Regions from separate parts of the Macaca mulatta genome. Here region 1 is linked to region 2. A link is a contact called in public Hi-C data. All regions are on one chromosome and are shown on one strand. Each heading gives the region's core, a stretch centred on a gene start, on an enhancer-like site or on the middle of the called end of the contact. The rest is flanking DNA. Distances are from core to core; before and after follow the strand shown. Region 1 holds the start of RNF7 (ring finger protein 7). Region 2 has its middle 28 kb from the start of PXYLP1.

Region 1 (6,733 bases), core at 478-2,977, 440 kb before region 2:
TGTAGCCTCGACCTCCTGGGCTCAAGGGATCCTCCCACCTCAGCCTCCTGAGTAGCTGGAGGCCACCATGCCTGGTCACTTTATTTTAATTTTTAATTGTAGAGATAGGGTCTTGCGATGTTGCCTAGGCAGGTCTCAAACTCTTGGGCTCAAGTGATCCATATAAAATAAGTGGGTCATGTCTAATAACAAGGTCTTTCAAAAGTAAAAGGTAAAAATATCTGAATCCAATTGTTGTAAATCCTCTTTGAAACAAGCCCTTAGAATAAAAGACAAAAGAGCATAAATTGAGAAATCTCTTGATTCTGGTAGGTTTAAAGTCTCATCCCCCCTCAAGGACAGCAATTCTCTTTATGTTCTCCAATTCTCTCATTTTTCAAGACAAGTCAGTTTTCAAACTACAGAAATGTCTGTTTTCTTTAACTACCCTCAATAAAGAACTCCACTGAAGATGCTCTCACAGTAATTTTAAATGCCCTATCTGAAAATACAACTTGCATTTAAACAGCACTTGCTTTTCAAAGTGGTCTGAGATCTTAGAACCATATAAAATATAACAAGAGTAAGCTGTTCTGAAACATTTTGCTTGGTCTAATATTTTAACTCCAAATATCACAGAAAGAGGACATATTTGTAAGAGGGTTCTCCACAAAGGCATGACTCAGAGCAGGGCAGTATCTTCTCCAGGAAATGACATCCGATATGGAGAGGGGGGTGTAATGGAGGTGAAGTTCTACATTTCTGAAAAAAGGGCTTACAATTCTTCGGCTTCCATGAAACTTAGATATTCTTGAATCACACTGTCCCCTTCAAGCCACGCTAGTGCTATCTGACCCGTCTTAGATCAATCCAGATTTAAAAGCCATTCGAAGAGCGGCGGTAAGCTAATCCGGAAATGCAATGGCTGTGAACACTTTCCTGTGTACCTCGAGGAGAACTAAGGGTGTCGTTTTGTGGAAGATGACTCCGGAGCATCACTTTGATGGTGACCAAGACTATTAAAGTTCACTGCTGAATCACGGCCTTTACTCTGTCCACCTTGCGATGAGCTTTTAGAACAGGGGCTGGCCACACAAACCGAAGTGTTTCCTGCTAGTTCCCAACAATCACCCGGTTTTATTTTCCTGGTCACACCCATCACTACCTGAAATTACCTTGTTTACCTCCGTTTATTGCCCATTTCTCTCCCTAGAACACCAACCACCCGGCGCCGGGCGCCTGTTGCACAACCCCTCAGCCCTCAGGAGCCGCAACAGGATCGTGGCTCCGCGTTCCTCCGGCGCCCGGGCAGGGCGACCTCCACCCACTCCCCAAGGCAGGGGACTTTCCAAGGCTTCTGGCGGGCGCCCGTCCAGTCCCAATCCCGAAGTCGGCTCCCGGAGGCCGCAGCGCGGCCCCGGCCTTGCGTGCAGCGCTTACCCATCACCTGGACCCTGCAGATGGCGCACGTATCGCACTCAACGTCCCAGCTCCACATGGCCACCGCGTTCCACTTCTTGAGGGAGAACATCTTGTCGCCTCCCGACTTGGAGCCTGAGCTCCCGGAGTGAGACGCCAGGGCGCAGGTTTCCTCTCCGTCTTCCACGTCGGCCATGGCGGCGCCGCGGAGCCGACGGCGGAGACGTTGGCTTGGGGTAGGCGGGAGGCTAGGGCGGCTCTGCCGGGCCGCCCGACGGGCCACAGCGCCGCCCGCAGGCCGCAGGCCACCGTGGTGCCCAGACCCCGGCCACCCACGATTGGCTGGCGCGGCCCAGTGACGTCACCGGACGCCAGCGGCGGGGGGGCAGGCAGGCCCCGCCCCCGCCCTCCTGGGGCGACCGAGCGGGCTTGGGGCTTCTCGGGGCTACGCTGCCGAATCCGCCTGCCGCGCTGCGGGGTGTTACGTCTGAGCAGGCGCACAGATTGTGCTGGAATGTGTGTCCTGCTTTATGGCTTCATTAAAACTACTGCTCTCAGAAATAATCTTGTTAATTTACTTGTTTGTCTTTTCCCTCCCAAGTGTAAAACTCTATCAGAGCAGGGAATATGTTCTTATCACCACATTGTCCTCGGTATCTACAAAATGCCTGGCCACAAGAGGCACAATTATTTCTTGAGTGAATTAATGATCTTAAAGATCTAGAAATCTGGCTCAGTGATTCTCAGACTTTTTGGTCTCAGGACTCCTTTTCACTTAAAAATTATTAGTCCCTTAAAGAGCTTTTATTTATGTAGGAAATGTATAAATATATATATACACACACACATATGTATGAATATATATACATATATACAATGAATATATGTACATTCATGTATAATGAATATTCATACATTTCCTGTATATGTATACACACGTACATAGAGATTAATGTTTCTTTTTAAGAAATTAAAACATATTTTTAAATGTATTCATTAAAAATCACAGTAATAACCTCATTAGAGGTTATCATTAGAGGGATAACTTCACATACCATGTAATTTCTAGAAACTCCCGTGTACACTCGTAGAATGAGAGTGAAAAGAGAGAAATAGCTCTAAATATTGTTAGGCAACTAGTTTGCCCTCTTTTGACCCCTAAAAGAGGTCAGGATCCCAGGAGTCCCGGTGTGTGGCGACACAACCCACACGTATTTTTCAGGCCCTGCTTCCTCATCTGCAGAGTCTCCATTCCTTCTGCTCAGTACATTTGAGCTAGTTTAACTTCCTCTTTTTATATGTAGGACTAATGAGGTCCGAAGAAGTGAAATGACAAAGATCACATTGTTATTACAGTAGTGCTTCTACTGCTAGCCCACCATCACATGTGTTTCCAAGAAAGCAGGCATCTCCACTGAAAAGAAAGCAGAAGCACAGACAGCCTAAGGAGATGCCTGATCCCACCGTCACCTAGTGGTGGACACCTACTCTGTCAAGTTTGGATTCTGAGCCTCTCGCCATCCCCTCATCTCCTGATACCTGGGCAAAAGGTAACCAGGCCAATGGAACCTGGCAGGGGAAACAAGAATGCATTAATCTATAGAAACATAAATATGGACGCAGGGTCACATTCGGTTAGATGGAAATGTGTATTTGTTGAGTGGTGTGTTAAGGGCTGTGAGGGTGCAGGATGCAGTGAGGGAAAGCCTCATGGGAGAGGTGAAGTTTGAACTGGGGGAACATGGGAGGCCTTCAGGGCCTTCAGGGCCAGTGGAGAGAGCAAACCTCTCTGAGCTGTTGGGCAGAGCAGAGCACAATGGTGGTGGCAGACAGGAATTGGACCACACCAACTTTATAAGCCAGACACCCATTGGAGTGAGCACACAAAACATGTGTTCCCTTCTTACTGAACGACCACACATCTGCCTAGAGATGGCTGTAAATGCTAGGTATCTAACAAAGAGAAGGATAAAACGCACCCAGTTGGTGAGAAGTTTGAAAGACAAAAGGATGAAATGGTGAAAAGGGAGAAGGATGGCTTTGCTGGAGGAATGGTATGTGCCCTTGCTGAGCCATGAAATCTGGAGAGAGGTGTCGGCTGCGGTGAAATTTGAGAATAGAAGCCAGGCGGGAGCATAGGGGCGGGAAGTGGAAGGCGGATTGGGGAGATGAGTATGGTTTTGACACACTGCATGTCAGGAGAACTTTTTCTCCTGACAAAGAGAACAGGAATGAGTGATGCACTGGAGTTCAGTGCAACAAGCAAGCATGCATGGGGAGAAGGGAAAGCAGGAGTGAGGTGGAAAGTTCAGGCTGCAGCAGCTGTTCAGGCGTGGCGGGGCCAATGGGTCTCCTGTGATTTCCCTCCTTTGGTTCACCTTCATGAGAGCTTGTCTGCCATCATGAGCACCCAAAGGGCAGGAACTATAGGCGGCCTTGAATGCAGCAAAACAAATATCTGTCCTCCTCATGGCCTGCTCAGTTCCCACTCCACCACTGTGCGTTGTTCCTCTCACCAGTCCTTGGTGTGTGGGGACACAACCCACACTTATTTTTCAGCCCCCGCTTCCTCAGCTGCACAGTCTCCATTCCTTCTGCTCAGTACATTGAAGACGTAGTTTCTTTAATTTTGAGGACTTCTCTTAAGCAAAATATTTAAGGACTAACTGATAAATATTTAGGAAAAGTTTGTCTCAGTACAAGTGGACATTTTTGTTATTTCTTTGGTCCTCACTCCAACCATCATTTCCCCCTTCTGTGCCATTCATCTTTAACAAAATAAGTTTTCCTGTTGTCAGGGAAGTAAAACTTTCCCTCTACCCTCTTAGGTTCAGTATTTGGGGGGATTGCAAATTAAACCAACAAAACACAGATTAGCAGGAGAAAAGATAGATTTTTATTAACCAAAGTAGTCAGAGTTCACAGAAAGTTATGACTCAAGGGGCAATTAGAATTTGGGGCTTATACACTGTCTAAATAAAGGAAAGGGAGAAGGAGAAAGGGCACTTCTGGAAAATAACTTTCAGAAAAGATAAACAGGCCTTTGGGAGAATAGATAGGAGATATGATAGTTTTGTGACAAAGTCTATTAGCTGATTTATTATCCCAGTACCAACTTCTTGTTTCTAATGATAGGGTCAACCTTCCCTGGTTTTAAAATTCCTGGGAAGGAATTTAAGACAGTTGAATTCTTTTGAGAGGCATTGCTTTTAGACAGGTAAGTTCAGGGAAAAAATTAAAATAAAATAAAACAACTCTTCCTGCATCTGTCGATTCTCAAATGCCTTTCGCTCAAAATAATCCTTATGCTATAGAGGCATATTCTGGACTTCTTTCCTGCACTAGGGAAAGAAATAAAAACAAAAACAAACCTGATGACATTTGCTTGTTGAGCTGGAGTAGTTTCCCCAAAGGGACCAATGTTTGGAACTATAATGACAAAGCAAGAAAATTGTTCCTAGAGGCTAGAGATCAAAGCTAGCCTGAAAAGTATATGCTACCTCCTCCTGGGAATGTCCTTCTAAGCAAGTCTGCTCTCCATCACACTTGTCAGACAAGAGTTATGGCTCATCTTTTTTCTTGGAAATAATTGTGTTCATGTCCATAGGTCCCTGAGCATTTGCTGGTCTTTTTTGGTCAGATGGAACCCTCCAGTTCATTTGCCTCTCTTGGTCTTAGATGACAGTGCTGTGGCCATAAATTATTAATCCTGCTGCCCCACTCCCCCAACACACACACGCACGTGCACACACATCCCATACTGAAAGCGTACATTTGACCAAAGCAATCAGCCTTTGTTGGAGAATTCCTTAAATCCTCCCAACATTATATTTCATTCATCGTAAGACATCAATCATCAACTGTGTGATGTAAATCAATTTCAGATGTGAAAAAAGAAGTGACGTAGAATATTTCAGAATAGATGAAAAATGAAAGAGAGAAACCCATGCCTAAATTTCATGATGCCTTCTTTAGAAACCTGGTGACTTTGCTGAGAAAGTAGAGTTTTGGGGATCGATTTTAATCCATTTGTCTAAAATTGCTCCACATTGAATCTTCTGAAGCTGCAGGTGTGGATGAGTATAGCACTGTGTGTATGCTTTTACCTCTTTTTTGAAATCTGCTGAGTTTTTCTATTAGATATTGGTGACATCTGCTTGAATGACTCATTGTTGCTTCATACTCGACAGGTGAAAGGGAGTTCATTTCCTTTCTTGCAAAATTTAGCTTTCTTTCAACAGTTTGCTTTCTTTGCCTGAGATGTAATTCTCTCCTAGGTATAACTGTCCGGGTCTGAAACCACAGTCACTGTTGACTCTTTCCCCTTCCTCACCCTTCATACGTAATTATCTGTTCATTCTTTCTTTAGAAGTTTCTAGAATCAACCAGACTTTCCATTCCCATTGTGGAATCTTAACCTCATCACCTTGTTTCTGGATTACGGTGTCCTGACTTCTTCCCTGCCTTTCCTCCCCAGTCTAAATCCCACTCAATCTAACATGCCTGGTTAATTTTCCTTCCTCTGACATTCTCCTGCTCAAAATGTTCCAAAGCTCCACATTATCATCAGAACGAAATCTAAATGTCCTGATTGTTCATTTAAGCCCTGCCACAATATGGCCCCGACCTACCTGTCAAGGCCATCCCCGGCACCCCTCTGCAGGATCCTCGTGAGATTGGTCTGCACAGACATCCAAGCGTACCATGGACTGGCTTTTCCTCAAAATCGGACAGAACTTCCCCTGCCTTCTTCAGCTGGATTGCCCTCTGTGCTTAGAAAAAATGTACTCATCTTTGTGTTCTCGCTGGCCACTCTTTGCCACCACATATTCATGTCCTCCCAGGAAATCACAGGATTTACTGCGCTTCTTCTGCACTTTTGGCACCAGGTCACACAGCAAGCAAAGAGTGCTGTTACTGATGTTTAACAAGCTCATCATAATTTATTGAACAATTTTAAGTTTTTAAAAATTGACAGCTCACAAATGATAAAAACAGTAAAACAGGAATACAATAAAAACCCAAGTACTATTAATAGACTCTCCAGAAATTCCTGTATATGTACAAGCAGACACACAATGCATCAATTTTTAAAAAAATTTTAAATTGTGGTAAAATATGCAAAATATTTACCATCTTAACCATTTTTAAGTGTACAGTTCAGCAGTGTTTAGTATGTTCACAGTGTTGTGCAAACAATCTCCAAAACTTTTTCATCTTGCAAAACTGAAATTCTGTACCTATTAAACAATAACTCCCTCCTCATACATCCTCTCAACCACCATTCTACTTTCCGTCTCTGATTTTGACTACTGTAAGTATCTAAGTGGAGGCA
Region 2 (7,496 bases), core at 2,895-5,394:
GGCCAGGCACCTTCCTTCCTAAGTCCGGGTTTCTCTGGCTCACGAACGACCCCTGGAGGTAGACACCCGACGAAACCGCCTACCGGTCTACCTCTTCAGAAACCCTGTGCCCGCCCGGTTGGCCCGCCTTCCGCTTTCGAAAGCAGAGGCAGTTCCGGGGTGGGAACCACGCGGAGCTTTCTGGGAAATGTAGTCCTTGTCAAGATGCTTCTGGGAGTCGTAGTCCCTACCTGTTGTCTCCGCGCACCGCCTTTCCGTTTTCCTGTTGCGGCTTCTATCCCTCTGCGGCGTGGGAAAGAGACGTGCGCGCCCTTGCGTGGTCCTGCTTGGACCTGTGGCCTCTCTGGCTTCTGGTCGCGTGGAGAAGGTTTATGGGGTGGAACGTGACAGACAGGCTCGGGCACTTTTGCGTCTGGCAGTTAGGCAGCAGGTGGAAGTTTCCGTGATGGGGACTCAGGGGCAGCGCCAAAGGGCCCCAGAGAACGAGGCATCTAAGGGGGAAGGGGTGTGAGATACGAGCGGACTGAGGGGAGACGCGCCCAAAGCCGGGGACCTCACGACCGCAGGGTCGACCTTGAAAGAGCCCTGGACTCATACCGAGGAGATGGGCAGTGTCCTCCGACAGTGGAAAGCCGTTGTCCGCTTCAGGGGAGGCGCGCTGCGACCCAAAAGTCATTTTACCATCGTCTCTGTGGCTGCAGTTCAGAAATGTTATGGGGGAGGCCACTGAAGGCTGAGCAGGAGCCCGGGGAGAGGTGATGGGGGCTGATGGTGGGGGTGGGAGCGTGGATTCAGTGGATGATGAGGGATCAGAGAGTGGGACGAGTTGAGGATTCCCAGATTTCTGGTGTGGGCTGTAGGCCTGTCTGCAGATACTGTCACCTAGTGGAATTCTTTTCCGTAACTTGTCTTAACTTAATGAGAGGCTTGAAGGTTAAATGGTTAAGGATGCACGTGCACATCCATTCACCAAACCATTCAGATGCTCACACTAAACCCAAAGGCCACTCGTTCACATATGCACACAGCTCAGTTATACCTACCCTTGTGAACACACCGGTGTGTAATACACACAGCCACATAACAATTCATGATCACGTACTCGTGGCACCAAACAAAGGGTAAATGTATCCATCTCTACTTAAAGGTCCTCTGCTATCTTGGGTGAAGTGTGACCTCCACACAAGAAGGACCCAGGTTGACTTCCTCAGTCCTCTCTGGAAGCTTCAAACAGCTCAGCCTTTTTCCTTTCTCTTGGCTACATCCACCTCCTCTAAGGCCCTCTAACTCTTCCTAGTCATCTTCCTGCCACACTGGCTTGATGGGAGGGAGATAAAAATGGGCTTGAATTCAGACAAGGGCTTTGCTTATCTGAAATGTGTTTGCTGAGGATCTTATTCCCAGAGCAGTAGCTCTGAACATATTAATATTTTGGGTGTGCTAAACTCTGTTAAGAATCCAATGAAAGTTGTGAACCCTCTTCCTGGATAAACACACATCTTTACATCCACACTGTTTTGAAAGCAAAATTGAAACCCATCTGTGGGGTCCTGGTTAAGAACCTCACCGGAAGGAGATCAGAACATCAGTTTCCTGATTGCCCTGTCTTAGCTCATTCAGGCTGCTATAACAAAATATCTTAGACTAGGTAATGTATAAGTAACAGAAATATATTGTTTATAGTTTTGGAGGCTAGGAAGTCCAAGATCAAGGACTGGACTGGTGAAGGCTTACTCTCTGCTTCAAAGATGGTGCCTTGTAGCTGTGTCCTCACACGGTGGAAGGGCCAAGTTAGCTCCCTTCAACTCCAACTCCTTTTATAAGGCCACTAAGCCCATTCCTGAGCAGAGCCTTCATGAATTAATCACTTCCTCAAAGGTCCCATCTCTTAATACTATCACATTGGGTTTTGGGTTCCAATATATGAATTTGGGGAGATCACCAATATTCTGACCATAACACCCTTTCTGCAGTCTTCAAGTGGCTCAAGAGGGGAGAAGAATAGGGTCTCAGTCCCCATGGGGATTGGAGCGTGAGGAAAGGGCAGCCTCTTCTCCCATCCATCTGTAACCCTTAGTTATGGAGCCAGACATCAGGTATTGTAGGTCCTCCGCTGGGCAGTCAGTCATTCAGCTGGTTAAAGAGTCAGTCATACAGTCAGTTTAAGCTTGTCAGGTGTTCAGTTACCTACGGTTAGTACATCAGTAAGAAATTCAGTAGGTGGCCAGGTGCGGTGGCTCATGCCTGTAATGCCAGCACTTTGGAGACCGAGGCGGGCAGATCACGAGGTCAGGAGATCGAGACCAGCCTGGCCAACAAAGTGAAACTCCGTCTCTACTAAAAAATACAAAACATTAGCCAGGCGTGGTGGCAGGCTCCTGTAGGCCCAGCTACTCAGGAGGCTGAAGCAGAAGAATGGTGTGAAGCTGGGAGGCGGCGCTTGCAGTGAGTCGAGATCGTGCCACTGCACTCCAGCCTAGGCGACAGAGCGAGACTCCATCTCAAAAAACAAGCAAAACCAAAAACAACAAAAACAAGAAGTCCATTAGGTCAATCAAGTGATTTGTGTGTTTAGATGTTTAATCAGTCAACCAGCCAGTCAATTACTCAGGATTAATTTTTAGGATAGACAGTGGTCCATCAGGATCCATCAGTCAGAAAGTCAATTTAATGGTCCGTCCGTCAATCAGGGTGCTAGATGTTTAAAATGCTAAACACCTGGCTCATCAGTGGGACAAACGGGCAGCTGGGGTGAGGCCATCTGGACTCAGAGCGTGTCTCCACTTGCTACAGCTTGAAGATAATGTACACAGGTGGGGAGAAGATTTGACTCCTCGTGGGCCTCCGGAGGGAGCTTCAGTTTGCTGGGAAAGAGGCCTCACCTGGTGTGGTTGACAGGGAAAGAGGAAAAGCCACAAAACATGGGCCAGGCGGAGTTGCCACCAGAGGGTGGTGTGGCATTCCTTCACAACCCCACTCTGCACACTCCATGGACTCAACTTTAGGCTTGAAGGAGCCTGTTTCTGGCCGGCTTTTGAGGAAAGGCCCCTGGAAGGACTTCCCCTCCTAGGGAGTACCTGAGACATGCTTGGCTCTGAGCTGGGAGGAAGCCAGCCAGCTACCCACCAGGAGAAGGACTTGCCCTCCCTGGTTGTCAGGAGCATGCCAGCCAAAGCACCGGGCAATGGGAGAGGAGAGAGAAACTGGGGTGGGGATGCTGGGGTATGGGGAAATGAACACTGTACCTGCCTGCCCAGGAGCAAGGCGGGGAGCAGCTTCCTAAAGCTGAGGCACTGAGGGCAGGATCTCTGGTTTGTGGGGGTCTACACCATATCCAGGGCTACTTCTCGTTCACCTTCTCCAGGGGCCACACTTTGAGCCTCCAGACTCCCATTCTTTTGCTGAACTCTGTGGTCAGCAGCTTCCTCTCAGATGAACAGCAAGTCCAACTAAAGCAGGAAGGATGGAAATTAGACATAGATAATGAAGAAACAAGGGGAAAGGATGAGCCCTTTTGGGGGAATAGTGGAGATGTTTTATAAGGTTCCAAATACAGTGTTGGGCACGAAGGCAGGACTCAGTAAATTTGAGTTCCCCTAAGGGAGGTGCGTGTGGCTAAGGCGTTGTAGCTCCAACTTATGCATAAAGCATGATTTGATGCCTCCAGGCGGGCGTCTTGGCTTTAAAAAGTGGGCAGGGCAGCGTGGACAGGGCATTGTGGATGGGAGCTACAGCTGAACGTTATCTGGATTTATTTGTTTCTGCAAGCAGGCTGGTGTTGCCATCGGAAGATTGTGTGAAAACTGTGACAGCAAGCGTGTGATTTGTGACCGCTGTGTGTGTCCCTGCACCCTGGTGTGCTTATGTGATGAGTGTAACAATGGCTCTTACCAGGGGCACTGTGAGATCTGTGGAGGCCGTGGGAGTCTCTGATGCCTATTATTGTAAGGAGTGCACCAGCCAGGAGAAGGATAGAGATGGCTGCCCAAAGATTGTCAGCTTAGGGAGCTCTGAGACAGACCTCTTCCATGAACGTCAAAAATACAGCATCAGGAAGAGGTGATTGGTGGGTGGCCCCTTCCTCCCCTGCATCAAGCTGCAGCAGCTGCCAGAAATGACGCCTACCACTACCAGCAGAAAGGGAGCGGAGCCCGGGCATTGCCGGAAGTGCCTGCCGGTGTACTGGCACCCTGCCACCTCTCCCTCCCCCTTCGTGCAGACGTGTGATAGGGATGGAAAAGGATTCTTTACAGAACTCCCTGGCAGGCTGAATCATGGAAGAATTGATAGATTAGTTACTGTTTTTTCTTGAATTTGAGAAGCAAGGTTCTGTCCTGCATGTGGATATGTCCTCCCTACCCGGAGAGCTTCTAAAAAGGAGTCATGGTTCAGTCTTCTGCTTGAGGAGGTGATTGTGAAGCTGCACGCAGTGAAAGACCGTCCTTGAGGAGACTTCACATGGCAGGAAGTTATCAGAACAAGAAATGCGGGCCTTTCATCTTTCACATTTTAAAAAAATGTGGGCAGGGCTGTCATTCTGGTTCTAACTGGTTTTGGTGTCTCAGAGCAATGGAGAGAGTCATTGGTGAGAAATAATGACTTGTGCCAGGTGGAGATGGTCCATGTGTCTGGAGCTTCACATACACTCTGCGGGAGTCATCATCCCTGGTTTAGGGATTGTAGGAGCCTAGGTACCTTGCCTGAGGCTCCACACCTGCGAAGTGGTAGAGAACTGTATTTGAGCTCAGTCTGTATGGTTCCAAAGCTCTTTTTCTAGGTGATCACACTCGAGACCACAGATGCGGAAGGGGAGGAGAGCGGAGGACTGAGAAATCACTGGCTTCTGAAGTGCTCTGGAAGCGACTGTCCTCTCAGAGATCCTGTCAGTCTCACACCCCTACCATGATGCCAAGACTCTTTTTCTGTCTTCCAGACATGCAGAAAATCCGTCAACAACTGCAGTCCATGTACACACCGTTCATCCTTATACTTACTGCAAGTAATAAAGCTGGAGACGTAGGTGGGAACCAGACCCTGGAGGGCCTCATGGGTTACCTTAGGGAGCCTGGATTTTATCTAGAAGGCTGTGGAGGGCCAAGGAAGGGTTTTTAATTTGATTTATGCTGTCATGAATGTACAATCTATACATGCCAGAGCGAAACATTTAGTATGTATTGGTAAGCCATCACACATGCTTTCTGTAGACCCCTGTGAGGAATGTTTAATATAATGATATAATGACTATAAGTAAGGGCTTGAGTCACATTGGTTTGCCTCCCAGTTCTGCCACTTCCTGGCTGAGAGGCCTTGGCAAGTGACCTCTACTCTCAGTTTCTTTCCCTGTCTTAAAAATGGGGATGATAGGCTGGGCAGGGTGGCTCATGCCTGTAATACCAGCACTGTGGGAGGCTGAGGCAGGCAGATTGCTTGAGCCCAGAAGTTTGAGACCAGCCTGAGCAACACAGCAAGACCCCATCTCATACACACACACACACACACACACACATATATGAAAATTAGCTGAGTGTGGTGGCTCGTGCCTGCAATCCCAGCTACTCGGGAGGCTAAGGTGGGAGGATTGCTTGAGCCCAGGAGCTTGAGGCTGCAGTGAGCTATTACTGCCACTGTACTCCTGCCTGGATGACAAGGGTGAGACCTTGTCTCAAAAAAAAAAAAAAAAAAAGGATAATACTCTCTAAGTCACAGGTTACTGTAAGATGAAACAAAGCTCTACATAAAAAGCACACCGCATGTCTTTGGGCATTGAAATGCTCAGCAAGTGCTGGCCCATCCTGCACATAAAATGCGTCTCGTGCTCCACTTCCAACCCTCTTAGTCTTTTTCCAGTCACTAATTTCTCTCTCTTTTTTGCCTTAAATAACAGACATTTATTTCTCACAGGTCTGGAGGCTGAGAAGTCCATGGTCAGGGAGACAGCACTTTCAATTGCTAGTGAGGGCTCTCTTCCTGGCTTGCAGATAGCCACCTTCTTACTGTGTCCACACATGGGAGGGGGGAGGGAGGGAGGGAAGGAGGAAGAGAGAGAGAGAGAGATTCTCTTGCTTCCTGCCCTGGGGTTTCTCTGATGCTATGGTGTACAGGGCATGTACATGGTGTACAGGGCACCCTCCTGCTGGGCAGTAGTGCACGTGCAACTCAGCAGAGCAGGGAAGGCAGCTGTAGATGGGAGCCAATGGATAAATGTTTCCCACAAGTGAACACTTCTGAGATGTCTTTCCCAAGCCTTCTTAGGAGGTCCTGTGGGATAGAGGACCCGGTTACCTCCTTATGCATCCTTACATTGGCTTTCCCTCCTTCCCCTTCTGTCCCCTCTTTCGCTCCTGCCTCTTTGGGACCACATCCCCTACAAACTTAACAAACTACCTACATTTAAGCTTTTTTTTTTTTTTCCCTCACACTCTGCTTCAAGGGAGCCCAGGCTTAGACAATCTATTATAAGAAGATTCTATTTTCTTGGAAAAGCTACATTAGGAAAAAATGGGAAAAGAAACAAAAGGAGCTAGAAATATAAATATCCATATAGAGATGCGAGAAGGGGATCATCCTCTTGAGCAGAGTAGACTCTTGACTGTAGCCCAAGTGTCAAGTTCACTTATTCTCTTGTGTGGTTGTAATGGAATAGGGGGTGCAGGGAGAGGTACCAAGCTAGAGGGACCTGGAAGAGCTTTATAGTCTAGGATAATCCACATTCCAGTCCTGAGTTGGCCACTTACTATTGACTGTGTGATCTTACATACATGACTACGTCCGAGCCTCAGAGCTCAGAGCTTTCCTTACTAGTGAAATGGGGATAATAAATGCCTTCTTCAGGTGCTCGCTCATACTGTGAGATGCACAGACTATGTTAGTTGAATGCTCAGCCTAGTGTCCAGCCCATGGTACATGTTTAACAAATGGTAAGTCTTGGTGTCACAGCCCTCTGTAATTAGCTTTGGATTGTCTGAAATCAAATTTTTCCTACTGCTTCATATGTGCATACTTAGCTTCTGTAATAAAATGGTAAGCCTCTCGAAGGCAGTGAGAAAAGATCTATTGGTCATCAATAGACACTTATCCCTTTTCTAGAAATAAGTCCAGCTTTCCTGCCCATGCTAGCAGAGACCTTAGCCTCTAGGATTTGCTTGCCTTCCATTGAGGTCAGTTCCCAGGAGGCAGATTCTGAGACAGATGTGGGTGCAGGGGGTTGCTGGGGAGTGCTCTCAACACTGTGAAGGATGCTGGATGAGGCAGAAGTTGGGCTGTGTTGCAGTCACAAGGCCTTGGCTGACCCCAAAGGAGCTCTGAAGCTGGGATGGCCCCTCAGGTTGTCCCTGGGCCTTCCAATCCCTATTCTGACCAATCATTGGATGTGGCTGCCCTGGGAAGCAGCACGTCCTTCAGCAGATGGCTCTCTGCTCCAGAGCAGTGCCCTGAAAGCACTGACAGCCGAGCACCACCAGCAACTGGGGGAAGAAGTCCTGAAGTGGGGGATCTGG

The links. A called contact is a pair of places that touch in the nucleus more often than the background predicts.
Region 1: a Hi-C map of fetal cortical plate shows a contact between it and region 2, with 2.1 times the contacts expected there. The contact joins the promoter of RNF7 here to the enhancer-like site in region 2. A contact is called at or near these places in 3 of 14 Hi-C or Micro-C datasets (fetal cortex germinal zone, fetal cortical plate and liver).

Annotation. Positions count from the first base shown.
Region 1 is chr2:44,724,520-44,731,252 of T2T-MMU8v2.0, reverse strand. RNF7 (ring finger protein 7) reads right to left here and starts at 1,727. Exons shown (of 3, transcript NM_001266476.1): 1 at 1,420-1,727. The coding sequence starts at 1,594. LOC114676259 reads right to left here. Exons shown (of 13, transcript XM_077991540.1): 13 at 4,272-6,733.
Region 2 is chr2:44,287,544-44,295,039 of T2T-MMU8v2.0, reverse strand. No RefSeq gene overlaps it. Among named protein-coding and RNA genes, the nearest start is that of PXYLP1, 28 kb to the right of the region's middle. Within about 2 kb of position 4,144, at least 12 of the 40 cell types and tissues checked have an H3K27ac peak or open chromatin away from gene starts, as enhancers often do. A contact at or near this core is called in fetal cortex germinal zone and fetal cortical plate, where this site is marked.